Linked DNA regions of Sus scrofa: region 1 is linked to region 2. A link is a contact called in public HiChIP or PLAC-seq data. All regions are on one chromosome and are shown on one strand. The core of a region is the stretch at or near the end of the contact, and the rest is flanking DNA. Distances in the headings are between cores, read along the strand shown. Region 1 overlaps LOC110261540 (a long non-coding RNA gene). Region 2 overlaps TRAM2 (translocating chain-associated membrane protein 2).

Evidence for each region. HiChIP or PLAC-seq counts read pairs in DNA pulled down with a chosen protein or histone mark.
Region 1: a contact with region 2 is called in an H3K27ac HiChIP or PLAC-seq map of alveolar macrophages. The contact joins two enhancer-like sites. A contact is called at or near these places in 2 of 47 Hi-C or Micro-C datasets (embryonic fibroblasts and fibroblasts) and 1 of 2 datasets of contacts at active chromatin or transcription factors (alveolar macrophages).

What each region holds. Positions count from the first base shown.
Region 1 is chr7:46,449,254-46,451,970 of Sscrofa11.1, reverse strand. The region is part of intron 2 of LOC110261540 (a long non-coding RNA gene); the gene reads left to right. Among named protein-coding and RNA genes, the nearest start is that of TRAM2, 44 kb to the right of the region's middle. Within about 2 kb of position 1,385, at least 31 of the 83 cell types and tissues checked have an H3K27ac peak or open chromatin away from gene starts, as enhancers often do. A contact at or near this core is called in alveolar macrophages, where this site is marked.
Region 2 is chr7:46,346,980-46,349,867 of Sscrofa11.1, reverse strand. The region is part of intron 2 of TRAM2 (translocating chain-associated membrane protein 2); the gene reads left to right. Among named protein-coding and RNA genes, the nearest start is that of TRAM2, 59 kb to the left of the region's middle. Within about 2 kb of position 1,302, at least 13 of the 83 cell types and tissues checked have an H3K27ac peak or open chromatin away from gene starts, as enhancers often do. A contact at or near this core is called in alveolar macrophages, where this site is marked.

The DNA of each region.
Region 1 (2,717 bases), core at 136-2,635, 100 kb before region 2:
AGCACAGCAAATAAAAGGCAAGAAGGCTCTGCCCTGAGGATTAGGTGGGCTGCAGTTTTATAATCCAAGGGGGTTGGGGGTGGGAAAAAACCACCTCGTCCTCTTTCTTGGAGGAGGAGCTTCTCCTCCATATCTGGTGAGAGAGTATTCAACCCTATAAGGTCAAACTAGGACTGTCAAGGTGCGTATTCAAATCAGCAGAAGGGCAATCCTTAAACTCCTGCCCTAGGTCCTAAGGGTCATTGTCTTGCTGAACCTGAATGCAGGCCTTATTTTAATGACCTATGGCATATCTCAGGCTTTAATTTGTGTTTTGTAGTTAAGCAAGCCTGCTTCGTTCTGATGGCTTTCTTGAGGGATTATTAACTTATGGTGGTCTCCCAAAGTCCCCTGGGTTTCTCTCTCCATCCATGGTCCCCTATTGGGACTTCTACAACTACCTGTGTAACTATCCTGCTCCCTCCCATCAGCTGCACTACACACCCTTCAACTTTTTCACCTTGGTTGAAGGAGATGAAACTCTAACTGCCCGCTGTCAGAGGAAATAAAAAAGGGAATATAAGCACACAGTGCTCTTAGAATTCTCTGGTGGGCTGTTTTCAGGAAGCATTCTCTTGGATAAAGAAGTGAAATGTGATGATAAAAAAAAAAATAGACTAAATTACAACTAAAGGAAAGGGTGCAAGTGAGGCCTAGTGATAAGTAGTCCAAACTGGGGTTAACTAAGTGGTAATCACCCTCAAATCAGGTTTAATTAGGGGCTTTTTTTTTTTTTTCCTTAGGCATAAGGATGTTAACTGTCACAGGTGCTTGACCTGGGGTCTGTGTCTGCCTGCCAGCTGGGAGCTGTATGCAGCCCTCCCAGCTGCCTCTTGTCTTCACAAATGCCTCAGCTGAGTCCCCTCATGCCAGTGAGACTGGCTGCATAGCACACAGGGCAGACCGTGGTTATTCATTCACACAAATATTTATAGAGGGCCTGCTTGCCTGACACTGTACTGAGTGTAGTGGAGGTAGGAAAAAACCATAAATTCCAACATGGGAAAAGCATTCCCTGAGCCTGACAGGAGTTTACCCTCTCCTCTGGCAGACAAAAATACATTACCTAAGGAGAAAAATAGCATAAAAATTTTTTTAAAACATTATAAAAACATGATAAGTGGTGCAGGCATCCCAGAACACTGAGCTAGGGCTTTACAACATATAGGAAAATGTAAAGGTGGTTTGAGTTTGTAGGGACAAAGACAGAGCTAATTTTTTGTTGGAAGAAAGATCTTATAGAGGAGGAAAGAGCTGACTTCTTTGGCTGTTGTTATCCAAACCTGGCCTGAGGCTAAGCTCAAGACGCCGAATGAGTCACCAGAGATAAAACAATTAAACAACAGACTGCCTGGCTTGCACAACCCAACATCCGGTCCTGAAGTCTTTTTCTCTGAATAGCCAGTTGTCCTGATGATCACAGAGCCTCAGCCTACCATTACATCCCTTATTGTTTTAAGACTTTAAATTTATTGCATTTACTGTTTTAGGACTGATAGGAACTTTTAGTTGTTATGCATGATTGCTGGATAATTACTGAGCAAATGGAAGCCAGCTCTCCCTAGAATTCTGGATTGTCAAGGAGAACCCCAGAGACTAAGAATATGCTAGACCTGATGGAGGATCCCAGTCCAAGGCTCTGACACCAGACAGGAGGTCCACTGCTCCTTCTGAGAGGAGCCTTGGTTGGGAGGAAACACTCTGAGGGATACAGAGCGTTCCCTGTTCAGTCCCTCCATTTGGGAGCAGGGAAGACAATTTGGGGTCTAAAACCATGTGAAGTTTCCCATCTTCTTTTTCCCATCCAGAAAATGCAGGAAATTAAAACCCAACACGAGCTCACTTACACCATGGTTGTCATAGAACCTGGGCACTCACTCAAGACCTTTCTCCTGAAAGCCTAGGGCAGTTGTTTTAGCATAGTGAGAGGCGGGTCCCCATCGAGGCAGTGGGGTCTGAGATGGGCAGGGGGGCAGGAGTGATTCCTTTTCACTCCAGCTTCATCTATTCTTGAAGTCTTCTCCACCCGTGTCCCCTGTGAGCCACCTTGGTCCCGGCTCCGCCCTCAGCTAATGCACAGCACTTGGCGATGCATGAATCATTCATCCACGCGAATTCCTCCTTTAATTGTCATAATCGCCTTCATATTCTCGGTACCTCCTTCGCGCCTGATACATGGCAAGGATTCATTAAATGTTTGCTGAAAGAATGAGTCCCTGGGAATTGTAGTTGGCAAAGTTGCGGCTTAGGGACATGTTTTTCAAAATAGGATTGTCAGAGCCCCAGAGAGATGTTTGGGGACCCTCATGAGAATGGAGCAGACGGTGTTCCCAAAGGCTCCATCTCCTCTTGTAACTGTCTTTGATCTGACTGGTTCTGCTTTTGTCTGATTAATATATTAGGGGTCCACATCTGATTTTGCTAGAAAGCTGCTAGAAAAATCCTAGTGGTGGGAGGAGGGGGTACAATATGGTACAATATCAGCAGGATATGATCACAAGATAAAGAGGAGTGAGGCATTCAGGAGAGTCTGAGCTTGGTAACAGCCTCAAGACAGCAGGCCAGGAGCTCCCATTGTAGCTCAGTGGTTAAGAACCTGAATAGTATACATGAGGACTCGGGTTTGATCCCTGGCCTCACTCAGTGGGTTAAGAATCTGGCGTTGCTGTGAGCTGTGG
Region 2 (2,888 bases), core at 53-2,552:
CTGTGAAGCTTGGATTTCTGGGCTGTACCCAAGCTTCTGATTCATGGCCCTGGAGGGGATGTAAGGCAGTGCGCACCTCGGCTCTGCGAGGTCCACAGCCACACCTGCTTATAACTGTTCTAAGCCCCGGTGTTGTAACTCTGGTCTATTTACCCTGTACTGAAAACTACTCGAGTTGTTTCCATTAGCTTGTTTTTAAAAACTGTGTGTAACCTTGTACATGTGCCATTTTGAGAGTAGCATGTGTGGATAGATGATAAATTCCCATCAAAGGGTTGATGTGTTTGTAATCTCGGTGGAGATCGCCAAATCGCCCTTCTGAAGAGGTGGTACATTTTGCATCTTGCCAGCAGTGAGAGAGAGAGAGAGAGAGAGAGAGAGAGAGAGATAACCTGTTTCCCCCACAGCCTTAGCAAGAGTGAGCATCAAGCTTTGGAGTGTTGGATTTCTGCCAATTTGATAGGTGTGAAATGGTATCTCATTGTAGTTCTAATTCATTTTTCTTCTGTGTGAGGCTGAGCATCCTTTTAAATATATAAGGGCCATCTGTCTGTGTTGCTTTCCTCTGTGAATTGTCTTTTCATATCCTTTGCCCATTCTTCTTTTGGGTTTATCATCCTTTCATCCTCAAGTTCAAGGAGCTCTTCACACATTAGCGAGATTTGTCTTTGTTTATGATTCCAACTGTAAATGTTTCCCCTCATCCTCTTTGCCTGTTTATTTTGCTTATGGTGTTTTTTCATATCTAAATTCTGGGTTTATAGATCTTGCGAAAGATTCAAAATCGGGGAGAAATAGAGTTGGCTGTAAGCACAAACCAATAGAGAGCAACACTTACAAATGAGGTTTGCAGGGGTCAGGAAGGAAATGGGGAGAGAAAGAGGCATCCAGGTTGTGCAGTGATGCTCTTTATTTTTTAAATTTTTTTTGGCTTTTTTGCTTTCTAGGGCCACATCCGCGGCATATGGAGGTTCCCAGGCTAGGGGTCGAGTTGGAGCTACAGCTGCGGGCCTACACCACAGCCACAGCAACGCGGGATCCTACGCCACGCCGGGAACTCCCTAAACCACCCTTTTTTATTTGGACATTTATTCAGACAAAGGCAGAAGCCTCAGTGGCAAGTGCCTGGACTCTAAGGGGAGAGAAGATGGGACATCAGCCACAAGTGGCCACCAGCCAGCTCCAGTGGTGGGGAAGGGGTCAGAGATCGCACAGCCATATCTGGATAAGACGGGACATGCGAAGGCAGGTGGGAGATGCTGCTTACAGGTGACACCAGGGGAGACAGGAAAACATCTCTTAATCACAGGAAGCTAAACAGGCGGTCAGGGCTCCCTAAAGGGCTGGCTCCACCTGAGGTTGTCAGCACAACCAGGCTCTTATCATGTTGGCTCTTTTTTTAAACTGTGGCCAGAGAGAGAAAGCGAGCATCACTTTGACAGGAGACCAGATAACTTGTCCTCAGAGGGAAGGTCATTATTTGAAGGTGCTTCCTCCAGGGCCAGGTTAACCCCTCAGGGGGTACACTGACCTACTTCGTGGCCATATCTAGGGAGAAGACCCACAGAATATGGGTGCTGGGAAGGTGCCAGGCGTCATCTGGGCCGGGGATTGCAAAGTGGTGGCCTGTGGTCAGAGTTGGCTTGTGCGTGTGTTTTCTTTGGCCAGTTTGGGGTTGGCCCATAAAGTGTTTTTAAAATTGTGAAATCAGTCACCACCATTTTAAACTCTGATGATTTCTGTAGAGGATCTCTCTCTTTGCTTTTGAAACAGGGGCGATCTGGCCACACTGGGCCTCTCCTGACTCCTTCCTTCACCCCAGGGAACATGCACTCTGCAGTTTTCCACAGTTGCCACTCCTCCCTAGTCTGTCCCTGACATGGAGACTACCTGGCAGTCACCACGGGTCCCACTTGTTGTTCTTCTTTCAATAAGGTGAAAGGGGAAGTGGAGCTTTCTTAAACTTGTTTCTCTTTCTGAGTGGAGATGTGAAAGACAAACCAAAAGGGCCACATGTTTAAGGAAAAATGGTGGTGGGAGTTCCTGTCATGGCGCAGTGGCAACGAATCCAACTAGGAACCATGAGGTTGTGCGTTCGATCCCTGGCCTCACTTAGTGGGTTAAGGATCTGATGTTGCCGTGAGCTGTGGTGTAGGTCGCAGACGTGGGTCAGATCCTATGTTGCTATAGCTGTGATGCAGGCTGGAAGCTGTAGCTCCGATTAGACCCCTAGCCTGGGAACCGCCATACCCCACGGGTGTAGCCCTAAAAAGACAAAATAAAAAATAAATAAATAAATAATTAGTGAGCAACCAAACAGTTAAAAAGAGAAAGGAAAAAAAAAAAACCCTATTTGTTTATGGCCTCCTAAAAAACATGAATTTCCAACCTCCATAGCTCTGTGGCAAGCAGAAGGAGACCAGACCAATCTGCTTTCCTGTTCTGATCAAAATAGGAAGATAGCAGATAAGGGGAAAGCGCTAGAGATAAATTGTATGAATCAGAGTATGGCTTGTAAGTACGTGGGTATGATGCTGCTTGTTAGGGTGTAGGAGGAAGGGAGCAAAGGAGCAACTTCTTACAGGAAAGGGTCGTGAGTTCCCTGGTGGCCTAGCAGTTAAGGGTTTGGCACTGTCACTGCTATACTGCTGTAGCTCAGGCTTGATCTTGGTTGGAAACTTCCACATGCCATGGGCTTGGCCAAAAAAAAAAGGGCTCCCAACCTCCTGTTGACCCTGAGGTGGCTTTAGTGGCTGGGCTGGGGCATTGGACCCTCCGTCCCGTGAGTGGTTACGAGGAGTGGACAAGATAACACGTGGAAGAATTCTGAAACCATGGAGGGCTACAGAGGACAGAAATTCTGAAAAGAATATGAGAACCGTTTCCTA